Regions from separate parts of the Callithrix jacchus genome. Here region 2 is linked to region 1. The links are chromatin contacts, called in public Hi-C maps. All regions are on one chromosome and are shown on one strand. The core of a region is the stretch at or near the end of the contact, and the rest is flanking DNA. Distances in the headings are between cores, read along the strand shown. Region 1 holds the start of DYRK1A (dual specificity tyrosine phosphorylation regulated kinase 1A). Region 2 holds the start of LOC100895466.

The links. Hi-C and Micro-C count contacts between places; a contact is called where the count stands out from the background.
Region 2: a contact with region 1 is called in a Hi-C map of skeletal muscle, with 3 times the contacts expected there. The contact joins the promoter of LOC100895466 here to the promoter of DYRK1A in region 1. A contact is called at or near these places in 2 of 3 Hi-C or Micro-C datasets (both in skeletal muscle).

Annotation. Positions count from the first base shown.
Region 1 is chr21:43,335,072-43,341,184 of calJac240_pri, reverse strand. DYRK1A (dual specificity tyrosine phosphorylation regulated kinase 1A) reads right to left here and starts at 1,530. Exons shown (of 12, transcript XM_035283101.3): 1 at 1,418-1,530.
Region 2 is chr21:43,518,056-43,524,088 of calJac240_pri, reverse strand. LOC100895466 reads right to left here and starts at 2,250. Exons shown (of 5, transcript XM_035282963.3): 1 at 2,181-2,250; 2 at 1,642-2,135; 3 at 784-881. The coding sequence starts at 2,250.

The DNA.
Region 1 (6,113 bases), core at 281-2,780:
TCCGGTGAGTCTCAGCCTCGGGCTCCCGCGCCGCGCTCCCGCTCCCGCCGCGGCCTCCGCAGCCAGCGCCGCCCCGGCCGCCTCTCTCCGCCCCCGGCGCTCCGGCTTCTGGCCGCGCCGCAGCCTGCTCAGTCTCTCCTCGGCTCGCGGTTCCAACGGCGCCCGGGGCCGGGGAGGCGACAGCCCCCTCCCCGGCAAATACCGCAGTCCCCGGGCCCCGAGTCCCGGCGGCGGGGCCGCGCGGCCCGGCCCGGCGTGGAGGGCGGCGGCGACGAGGCCGGGCGCCGAACGGCGGCTGCTGCAGGCGGCTTCTTCCCGAAGAGGATTTTGTAAATCTCACAAAATGGCGCGCGCTCCGAACCTGCGCAGCGAGAAGCGCCGGGGCCCGGGCGGCGGCGGCGGCTCCTCCGCCAGGAGAGCCCGAACCGCCCGCCCCCGAGTCCCCGCACAGACAGACAGACACTCGCACACACCCGCACACCCGCGCGCACACTCGCTCTCGCACACGCTCCCTCGCACACACACTCGCACTCACACCGGTCCCGCCCGCTCGCCGGCGGCGGCAGCGGCACCAACAGCAGCAGCAGGAACAGCAGCAGCAGAAGCGGCGGCGGCGGCGCCCGCACCCCCCTCTCGGGGTGTCCGCTCCCTGAGCCCGACCTGGGCCACGATCAGCAGCAGCGACGGCAGCAGTCTCCCCGGATACCCCCGCCGCGATTGCCGCCGCCACCCCCGCCTCACTCCAATGGGGCTTTTTATTATTATTCGGGCGGGAAGCGAAAGGGTTTAAAAAAAAACCAACCAACAAAATGGCGACGGACCGACCCGGTCGCTATAGCAACTGTCAATCAAAACGCAAAACCCCGGCTGACGTGCTGACGTCCTTCTCCCGCCCCCCGGCCCCGAGCCGGCAGGCGGGGCCTGTTGCTCGGGTAACGGCAGATTCCGTTCCCTCCTTTCCGTCTCCCCCTCCGTCCCCAGCCAACCACCCAACCCCCCTCAGGTCACGTGAAGGATAAATTCGGAGCTCGGGCCCGCTACGAGTGTCAGAGGAGGGCGCGTGATTCGCCCGGGGGAGGGGAAAGGAGGAGGACGGCTGGGCCGAGGGAGGGAAGGGGCAGAGGCAGGGGGGCGAGGCGGCGGCCCGGCCTGTGCGCGAGCGCCGGCCGCCTCGCCCCGCCCCGCGTCCGCCGCGCCCGCGCCGACTGCGGCCCGGGGAGCGCGCGCGGCCTCCCGCGCCGCCGCCTCCGCAGCCCCAGCGCTCCGCGCTTCCGCGCCGGCGCCCGCAGCCCCGCCTGTGCCGGTGCAGGGCGGGGGGGACGGGCGGCCCCGGGCGGGGGAGGGGTCGGGAAGCCGCGGCCTTTGGGTGGGGACCCGGGAAGCCCACCCCGCTCGCCAGTGCCTGGAGGGCTCTCACCGCGGTCCGGGCACGGCGCTCGCCTCGCTCCCGGGGGAGCGCGCCGGCCGCGGCTGTCCGCGCGTGGAGCCGGTTCTTCGAAGGGCTCGCGGGTCCCCTCGCCGGAAAAAGCCGGCGGAGGCCGCGGTGGGGGCGGGGAGGAGCCGCCGCCGCCGCGCCCCAGACATCGCAGGAATTCCGGACGTTGCGCCAGCCACGGCGGCCCTGCGGCTGGCACCCGGCTCCGGTCGGACTGCTCGGGTTTTGTGGCGCCGGAGACCAGCGTTGGGAAATTAGGCTGGAGCCATCATGAAAACTTTTTCAGGCTGTGCACGCTCGCTGGTGTCTGCCCATCTGCTTCCAACCCCTCCCCACCTTTCTGGGTGCAGCCTGCCTGCTCCATCGGAATGCCCCTTAGATGAATCCCCTTGTGCTGTTACTGTGTCCTTGTCCACTTCCGTGGTTTTCTTTTCCATACACCTTCTCGGTTTCGAGTCTTAATTTGCCCGCTTGTCCTTAACCATCAAAACTCTTCATATCCTAGCTTTCGCTGATTTTTATTCTGTCTACCCCTTCTGCCTGGCTACGTATTGCTGGGTGAGCTCCCGAGGCTTGAAAACCCAAGTATGCTGTGCTGGCTGCTATGTAATCAGTAGAGAGCCACCAGCTAAAAATTGTGTTTTGTAATGTAATGGTATTTAATAAATGTATAACTAAAAACTATGTGTGTGTGTATATACTATTTTACAGCAGTCACTAATCGATTGATTTCTAAGCTTGATTTTGCCACCTTGTGATAGTGTTCATAGCCCATTTTTTATAAACTTCACAAATATGGTAGCAACAGATAAAATCTTATGAACAATATTAAGTGTAAAAAACTCAGTAGATGCCACTGTCTATGCTACATGACTCAAAGACACCCCCTTTAAATGACTTCCAACAAAATGTCCTTGCTACGGTTACTAGGACATTGATATACTAAGGTAACCATTCGGATCAGCACAGACTTGGAAAGAAGCCTGACTAAATCAAAAATAAATTGGTCAAAAAGTAATCAGGCAAATAGCTTGCTTCGGTCTGATCTCCATGATACCAAAACGCTGCAGTCACTGGCAAAAGTTCTTTCGGATTATTGTTTCAAAATTGTCCTGCTAATGTGATTAAAGTCCACGGTCAACTTAATTGTTCTGAAGAAAGAGGAAGTGGCCCAGAGCGCCCCTTATTCAGAGGAGAGGTCGCTACCTGGTTCCTCCCAAGCTCAAACTTCCACCTATACAACTAACTCCTTCCTCTCTGCTGGTGGGTCTCTCCTTCCTGTCCCCCACCCCATTCACCAACGTTTCGCTTCTAACGCAGCACGTATTTGCAACCTTTAATACTAAGTTAAATTTGAGTCGAATTTTTATCACCGGTCATGGAAGTAACTTGTATGATAGTGTCTCAAGATATATGTCCTTGTCTTCAGTTCAGATCAACCTAGAAGATTATCGGAGTGAGGCAGAATTGAGATTATAAACGTGTGGGAATAGAAGTCATTGCTGGTCATCATATCTAGAAGGCTGCACCCTTCCCCTCCCTCCCCCCCCCACCCCCCGGCTCCCAGTATGGCACACATTGGTCAACGAATGTCATATTCAGGTTGGAATGCTGTAAAATGGTTTTATACAGGCTTCACCTAAAAGTAACCTGTAAATTACATCTGGCTCCAAACAAGTGATCACATGTAGGCAGGAAGGACTCCGGTACAGATGCCAACTGACGTGGTTCACAGATGAAATCCTTGTCGTCTAAGAATCTCTCCATTAGAGTAGCTTACAGATGTATTTATTCATAGACTGTTCACCTTGAAAAGCAAAGGCCCTCTGCTCACAGGTAGTGACAGCCTCCACTTATCCAGCGCGTTCTAGAGTATCTCTCATCTTCACAGCAACATGGCATCCCCATTATGTGGATGAGAAAACAAGTCCTGAAGAATAACATGACTTTCTCAAGGCAGTTACTGCTCACCAGTAAGTGGTGAAGCCAGGATTCAAACTCGGGTATGATTGCAAAGCCCGTGTTCTTTCCACCACACCAAGATGATTCAAGATTATGTGGTGGTAGAGTCTCTACAGAGATCATCGAGTTGGGTCTCTAGAGTGAACCCTAATCCAAAATGACTGCTGTTCTTATAAAAAGCAGTTTGTTTGGACCAAGACAAACATGTACATAGAGAAAACCATGTGAAGACACCAGGGAAAGGTGGCCTTCTGCAAACCAAGGCGCACCCAAGGCCACCAGAAGCTGGCAAAGAAGCATGGAACAGGTTCTGTCTCACAGCCATCAGAGGGAACAAACCCTGCTGACACTTTGATTTTGGATTTCTGACCTCCAGAACTACACTTCTGTTGTTTAAGCCACCAAGTTGGTGGTACTTTGTAGTGGCACTGAAGGAAACGAACACACAGATGCCAAGATGGTGGTTTCTTCTGGTTGGCGTCACATCCGTTAGTGGCCACTCTTGGTGATGCACTATTCTAAGACTAAAAGTCCAGTAGTTGTAATCTCACTGAGAGTTATAACCCAAATAAATATTCCAACGACAAACGCACAAATTAACCAGTATTCTTATCGCTGCCCCTGACATCAAGTGAGAAGGTGAACAATTTGCAGTTCGTCCCTGGACAGTGGCGTGGCCTGGCATGTGACACCCCTGTGTTCTTACAGACTTCTGGGTAAAGGTCTTCACTTTACCCAGGTGGGGTTTGTCTCCCCACCTTGTACAAGCTTTATTGTTTGTTTGTATTTTAAGACAGAGTCTCACTCTTGTCACCCAGGCTGGAGTGCGGGGGCTTGATCTCGGCTCACTGCAACCTCTGCCTCCCAGGATCAAGCAATTCTCCTGCCTCAGCCTCCTGAGTAGCTGGGACTGCAGGTGCCTGCCACCATACCTGGCTAATTTTTGTATTTTTTAGTAGAGACGAAGTTTCACCATGTGGGTCAGGCTGGTCTCAAACTCCTGACCTCAAGTGATCTGCCCACCTCAGCCTCCCAAAGTGCTGCGATTACAGGTGTGAGCCACCTTGCCTGGCCAAGAAGTTAATTCTTAATTCTCTGCACCTGAGGTCCAAAAACAAACTATAACAGTCATGTATGGTCATTACAGACAATTTTACAATGTGGAAAACAATAAAGAGGTAAGGATTACTCATAGATATCACCCAGAAAAAGGAAACATATTGGTATTTTCATGTTAGCATATGTCCTTCCAGACTTTCTTAGGGAGACATGAGCACACTCACCCACATACAACATGGAAGATATGTTTCGTGCCATTTTTACTTCCAATTATACTATGAGCACATTTTAATGTTAATCGACTGAAATTTAGATCATCATTTTAACAGCTACTAGTGTTCCATCAGTTGAATAGGCCGTAATTTAACTGTTCCTCTATTTTTTAAGGAAGTCTTTCTTTTTTGTTGTTATGACATATAACATTGCATAAACACGGCCTACATCCATTGTATACACCTGTCCAATTATTTCCTTCAGATAAAAATACGCGTTCTTAAAAAGCTTTTGATTCATGTTACCAAAATATTCCTCAGAAGCGATTCGACCAATTTGCACTCCTAAACGTAGTATGTGATGATAGTTTTCCTACACCCTACCATGCTCTCTTATTTTTATTTGTGACTTTAAAAATATGTTTGTTGTGTATTTGTGCCCTACTTGTGTATATCTACCTGATGTTTATTTGGGAAGGCAGAGAGAGGTGTTTTGGGTTATTTTATTTTTGTTTTTGTTTTTTTTAATTGATTTCTTTTCAGATTTTACTGCAAAATGAAACAGGAAGAAAAAGAAAACAAAAATGGAAGGCCGTGGGCTGCTGTTAGGTTGATACACGGATATCACCCCAGTCAATGTATCTGCAGCCGTCTTCATTCTCCTAGCCATCTCCCAAGCGGGGCTAGCCTTTCTTGCTCTCACTGTCCTTCTTCCTCTTTCTTTCTTTTTTTTTTTTTTTTTTTTTTTTTGAGATGGAGTTTTGGTCTTTTTGCCCAGGCTGGACTGCAAATGATGCCATCTAGGCTCACTGCAACCTCCGCCACCTGGGTTCAAGTGATTCTCCTGCCTCAGCCTCCTAAGTAACTGGGATTACAGGCATGCACCACCACGCCCGGCTAATTTTGTGCTTTTAGTAGAGACAGGGTTTCTCCATGTTGGCAAGGCTGATCTCAAACTCCTGACCTCAGGTGATCCACCTGCCTCAGCCTCCCAAAGTGCTGGGATTATAGGCATCAGCCATGGCACCTGACCTTCTTCCTCCTTTTAACCAGACACCTACAAACAAGGACTCTCTCCCAGAATCTTAAGGTTACAAAGTTGCTTATGTTAATATTCAGTTCTCATGGTGCTGTTAAAAAAAAAAAGAGAGAAGACAGTATTAATTGCCTTCCTTTTCATGTAAACATGTTTACATGAAATATTATTTTATGAATTGCCATGAACATTTTCTTTTCTTGTGACATTAAAGTAAAGCTTAAATAGTAAATACGAAATTATTAAAGTGTGTATTCCACAGTTTCAGAATCTCTTGAAATTGTATTTTGTGGCCAGGCGTGGTGGCTCACACCTGTAATCCCAGCACTTTGGGAGGCTGAGGTGGCTGGATTACTTTAGGTCAGGAGTTCAAGACCATCCTGGCCAACGTGGTGAAAGCCCGTCTCTA
Region 2 (6,033 bases), core at 1,001-3,500, 180 kb before region 1:
GGAGTGTACTTTCATTTTCAATAAATCTCTGCTTTTGTTGCTTAGTTCTTTCCTTGCTGTATTTGTGCATTTTACCCAATTCTTTGTACAAGATAAGAACCTTAATACCCTCCACCAGTAACACTGTCTCTATTATAAAGAGAAAAAGTGAAACCCCATCTCTACTAAAATACAAAAATCAGCCGGGCATGGTGGTGGGCTCCTGTAATCCTAGCTACTTGGGAGGCTGTGGCATAAGAATCCCTTGTATCAGGAGGCAGAGGTTTCAGTGAGCCAAGATCGCGCCACCCCACTCCAGCGTGGGTGAAAGAGAGAGACTTTGTCTAAAAAAGAAAGAAAGAAAGGCCAGGTGCGGTGACTCACGTCTATAATCCCAGCACTTTGGGAGGCTGAGGTGGGTGGATCACAAGGTCAAGAGATCGAGACCATCCTGATCAACATGGTGAAACCCCGTCTCTACTAAAAATACAAAAATTAGCTGGGCATGGTGGCACACGCCTGAAGTCCCAGCTACTCGGGAGGCTGAGGCAGGAGAATTGCCTGAACCCAGGAGGCGGAGGTTGCGGTGAGCCGAGATCGCGCCATTGCACTCCGGCCTGGGTAACAAGAGCAAAACTCCATCTCAAAAGAAAAAAAGAAAAGAAAGAAAGAAAAACAAAACAAAAAAGAAAGTAAGTCTCCTTGCCCAAGTTTGTAGATTGTGTGATTTTTAAGTTAACAAGAGACAACCTGGTCTTCAACGCCGGAGTCCCTGCAAGAATATCATGATGGAAGAATACTCACTCAGGGCAGGCAGATGCGGCAGCGAAAGACAAGTGTTCAGCCTGGGAAAAGCTGAGCTTCAGGTGCCCACAGGACAACCAGGTGACGCCAAGCAGTGGCTGCGGATGTAAAAGGCGCAGGAAGAACACCACGCCTGGGTTTGGAAGTGCACGGGAATAATAAGCCTTGCTCTTCTGTAGCGCGTACTGTTCCCTTTGCCAGAAATTCTTTCCCTCTCCCCCACATTTATCTAGTCTCCTTTGCCTAAAAGACCATTTCAAATGGAGTCATTAGGAGCCAGCTCCTGGACTCCCGCAGGCAAAAAAAGAGCTCTGGCACCCAGCATCTGACTGTGCTAATTGGGGTCGAGTGGAAAGGTTGGGCTGGGAAAAAGCCTGAACTCCTGAGTTAAATCGACCTGGATTCAAATTCCAACTCTGCCACCTACCAACTGTACTGCCCCGAGTCATTCACAACCTCCTGAGCCTCAGAATCCTCTTGAGTGAAACAGAGATAAAACTCATCTCAAAGGGTAATGAACTTAACAAACCAATTCCTAACTGGAGATGCTCAGTGGTGGCAGCTGCGGCGTTTGCACTTTAATTGTTGATGGGCTCCCTCTTTCTCCCGCTTCTAGACTCAGCCTCACTGAGCAGCCCCGACTTCCACAGGCCTCCATGAGTCACACTGGTGCCTGGTGCTGCAGAGCTGGAGGAGGCTGTGGGGAAGGGAGCTCAGCTGGACACCCCAGCAAGGCTCAAGGAAATCCTGAGCATGACTCAGCTGTGACGATCTGAATTCACATTTGTGACTTGTCAGACACACAGGAATGAGGCCAGCATCAGCCTGCCACCTTCTGCCAGGAAGGAGATAACTAACCCGCAACTGTGAGTCACAGAGGCTTTGCTGCATATCCACCTTGGGGATGCACGGGGAGGGAGGGGGCGGGTGATGGGCTGTCCTGAGGTCCAGTAGACATTCCCCAGAGGGACAGGCGTGAAAAGCAAGTTGGGACTGGGCTTGGATGCCGTGGAGAGGGGACATGGCCTCTGCAAGGATCTTCCCAGAAGGGTCCCCTGAAGGCACCACGACGACACGGGCGGCAGGGACGTGCCCCGCTCCGGGCGAGCCTGCTTTCCTGCAGCAACTCCGGAGTTTTAGGGCATTCACTGAAGGGCCCCATGCGGGACGGCTGCCCTGCAAGTTGCTGGAGACCAAAGGACTCAGGACGCGAAGATCGGCAAGCAAAGGTGACCCGCCAACCGGAGAGCCAGTAGCAAGCACCAAAAAAGCGACCCTATGCCCACGCCTGCGCGCTCGGAAGACGCCATGGCAACCGCTGCAGCACCGCCCCCTGGAGCCTGGGCCCGGCGCTTAGGGCGTGGCCAGTGAGCTCACAGCCAATACGCGCCGCAGACGCACGGTCACGTGGCTGACCCCTCTTCCGCCTCGGACTGAGGGCTCCTCAAACGCGTTTGCCGTCCCCATGATCCCTAGCGACGGGGGTCTTCTCGCGGGAGCTGCCCAGACCGGCGGCTGGCTTCTCCAGTCGCAGGCAGCCTGCAGGTGTCCGGATTCGTCTCGCCGTGGCCCCGAGGGGGGCTGCGTTCTCAGGCTGTGCCTATCGGAGCTTCCGAGCCTTCATTTCCCGGCTTTTCAGCATCTTTGCCTCCACTCTCCACGTCGTCCTCCCAGGAAACCTCGAAACCCGAGAGTACGTTCCAGCCGGAAATCTGGGGAAATGTGATGAGAGCAGCGCATGCCAGGAACGCGCCAGCTGCTCCCAGATGCATCTCTCCTTCCTGCAACTACCCTGCGGGGCGGGCTTCCTGGCCCCCGCCTTAGAGATGAGGAAATAGGCCCAGATGGTGTTGAAAACCTTGCCCGATGCTGCACAAAGCCAGGCTTTTCCCACCAGGACACGCTACTTGCTACTTCTGAGTGACTGGCCTTGGGCCACACTTGGGGTGTGAGGGGAAGGGCTCAGTTAAGTTCTGTGCACTGGGCCGCGTCCCGGAGGACCCAGCTGCCGAACCCAACCTCGTGTCTTCAGGACAAGACACCCTGCCACCATTGCCTGCCAGAGTCCCCATTCCTGGCACTGCCCTGGGCTCAGAGGAAGGAGGCGGCCTACCAGAGATCTCAGCTGTAATGAGGCTACTCTGGCTGCCAGGAGGCCACTTAAGCACAGAGCTTACCAGGAGTGAAAAATGGGCTCCCTCACATACACCTATCGGAGCCAGCTGAGGAGATACCAAAATTGCCCCAACTATTATTTATTCATGTCGAATGAATGACTCTTCTCTCAGACCCAACAGCAAGAAATAAATGCTGTCTTAGGAGGGGCAAACTAATGGCCAGTCCACCCTTCCTACCATTTAAACCCTCCCTGGAAATGCTTGAAATTCCACTTTTAGCAGTTCTCTGAGATTCAGAATCTTCTTTGTATTCAGTGATAGGTGAAATGCACTTAACCTCTGCATTTCCAATGGGAGAGGAAGGCAGCTAAAGCACTGGGCCCTAAAGAGAGGGAAGTGGAGATTCGAAAAAGGAAAGAAGGGGCCCCATCCTTCTGGAGAGACTCTAAGAGGGGCCACTGGATCCACTTGGTGTATGTCACTAAGGAAGCTCTAAAACCTGATTTGTCCAGTTCAGCAGTCCCCAAGCCTTAGAAGGTTGATTTTCTGCACCTTCTGGGGTTCTGTCCCAAGGACGGCATGAGCCCACCGAATGTCCACAGCCACATGGGGCCACATTCACAGGGATATGAGCAAGGAACCCCAACATGCTCTTCTGGCAACACTTCCCTCTGAGCAGCCTTGTCATCAAGAGATTGACATTTCAAAACTAGGCCTCTCCCAGGACTCACCAGAACCATTTGTTCCCCTTTCCAGGAAGTAAAGCAAAACCACACAGAAAATAACGAGAAAGAGCCATAAGTCAAAGGAAAACAAGTCAATAAATCCGCTATCTGTGGCTCCAAAGAATAGAGGAAGCACCCAAAGTGACACTATTGTTCAACATTATTATTAATATGGGAAAGCCGCTTCTATTTGGACCTGCTTGTATCTCTTCATCTTTGCAGACTCTCACTGATTTCAAAGGAAAGCCGCTGGGTGGGAGCATGGACACTGCAGGAGGGCAGCAGTCATTAAACGTCTGAGAATGAGATCTGACTTTCCTTCCTCACCCTTCTAGAAAAAAGGGCAGATTCAGAAAGCAAAAGCCCCCCATTAAGTTTTGAGAAATGTTATGAAAATGGAATTTGTGGGCCAAAGGAAATTAAATCCATCTTGGGTCCCCACCACTCTTAGTTCTTCTTGCTCAGGGAGTAACAGTACATAGATACCTGATCAGAATCAACCTGATGTGATCCAGGGAAGGCGGAGTAAATCACTCTCTCCCTACAGCAAGTGACCTTATTGGTCCCCCAATAAAGATGTGAAAGAAAGAGCCGGCAGGCATCTGAGGAATCGTGGCCATCATTTCCAGCTATATATAGGGTCTGTACACCAGAACTCCTGGAGGGCCTTTGTTCCCTTTCCCTCTTGCCCTCAGCCCCAAGGGGATGACACATAGTAGGGCTCACTGTCCATGAGTCAGAATATCAGAACCAACAGCGGGTACAGCAGGGGAGAGAGGGCCTTAATGCAAGGAGAGCATGCCACCACCTCATGCCCCAGTCTCTGCACTTGTTATCCACTGTTCCCACCTTTAAGAGGCTGACTTCACCTGGTATTTCTACCAGATCTAAACAATCAGGGATCCAGGCACAAGTTGTCAGGACACAGGAAGTAACCACACAATATTTGTGTAGCACGTTGCAGTCGACAAATCACTTTCACATGATTTTCTCTAAGACTATCATTATATTCCCTAGGTTAAGGATTAGCGCCCTGAGGCACAGTGTTATTGGCTGAAATATTCCTCCAAAAATTTATATGTTTAAGGCCTAACCCCCAGTACCTGATAATGTGACTGTATTTGCAGATAGGGTCTTTAAAAAGATAAGTGAAGTTGGCCGTGGCATTGCACACCCTTTAGTCCCAGCTACTTGGGAGGCTGAGGCAGGAGGCTCACTTGAGCCCAGTAGTTTAAGGCTGCAGTGAGCTGCTACACTCCAGCCTGGACGTCAGAGCAAGACTGACTCTTAACAAATAAGAGTGAAATAAATGAGGTTAAATTAGGTCATAAAGTTCCGCCCTAGTCCAATATGACTAGTGTCATAAGAAGAGATTAGGACACAGACACACACAGGGAAGACCATGTGAGGAGCCAGAGAGAAGATAGCCATCTTCAAGGAAGAGAGTCCTTAGGAAAAACCAACTCTGCCGACACCTTGATCTCAGACGTCTAGCCTCCAGAGCTCTGAAAAAATACTTTCTTGTTGTTTCCCAGGCTGTTGTGTTTTACAGCCGCCCTAGCAAACAATCCACACAGGGTCATAGAACGGAAGCTGCAGGATTACACCCCAATTCACTGATCACAAAAACAATGTTCTTTTCCCTCTAGGCAGCTTGTACCTCTGCATGAACTAGGAAAGGCCCACATTGCTGGAGAAACTGACCTAGGATGGTGCCCCTGGAGTTGCTCAGTGCACAGCACGCACCACTGTACCTGATGGCCTAGAAGGGAAAGCACGTATGGACACCTTCCATGGCACAGGGACACTCAGGCCACTGATGAGGATGAGGCTTCCCAAGCGCCAGACAGCAGTGGACTCTGTGCACGTGGGATGAGATGAGCCAGTGAGGCCTCACAATGTCCAAGCAGCCCCTGCATCAGAAAGGTCAAAACTTTTTTTGACATCTTCAGTGGTACTTGTAATGTATCCTCACAGAGGGGCTGTGTGGCCTGTAGGCAACCCCTACAATCTTCTGACCATTTTAATAGTGTCAGAACTTTGAAATCTACATGTAATATAACGTATTAGGTCTCCTTTTTGCCTGAATAATCTGAGATTTGGATTTAATGTTGATTTTGGTCAACTGGTCCAAATATTACATATCATATTGTAATTAGGTTGCCTAAAAGTATTTGTTTTCAAAAGAATGGTTTTTAAAAACAAGAGCAACAAGCCAAGGGGGTGATGGAGTGGTTACAGTTTGGCCATCATCCTAACATCAGCCTTTTGGTTACACGAAAATCTGTCCCAAACACCTTACATTTTTTTTCAAGTGGTTAAAACAAAACATAGAAGGACTTTCGGGAAATGCAACTGCTTCTGGATGTATCCTTTGAAGAAAAAAATACTATTCTTCATTTTGAAAG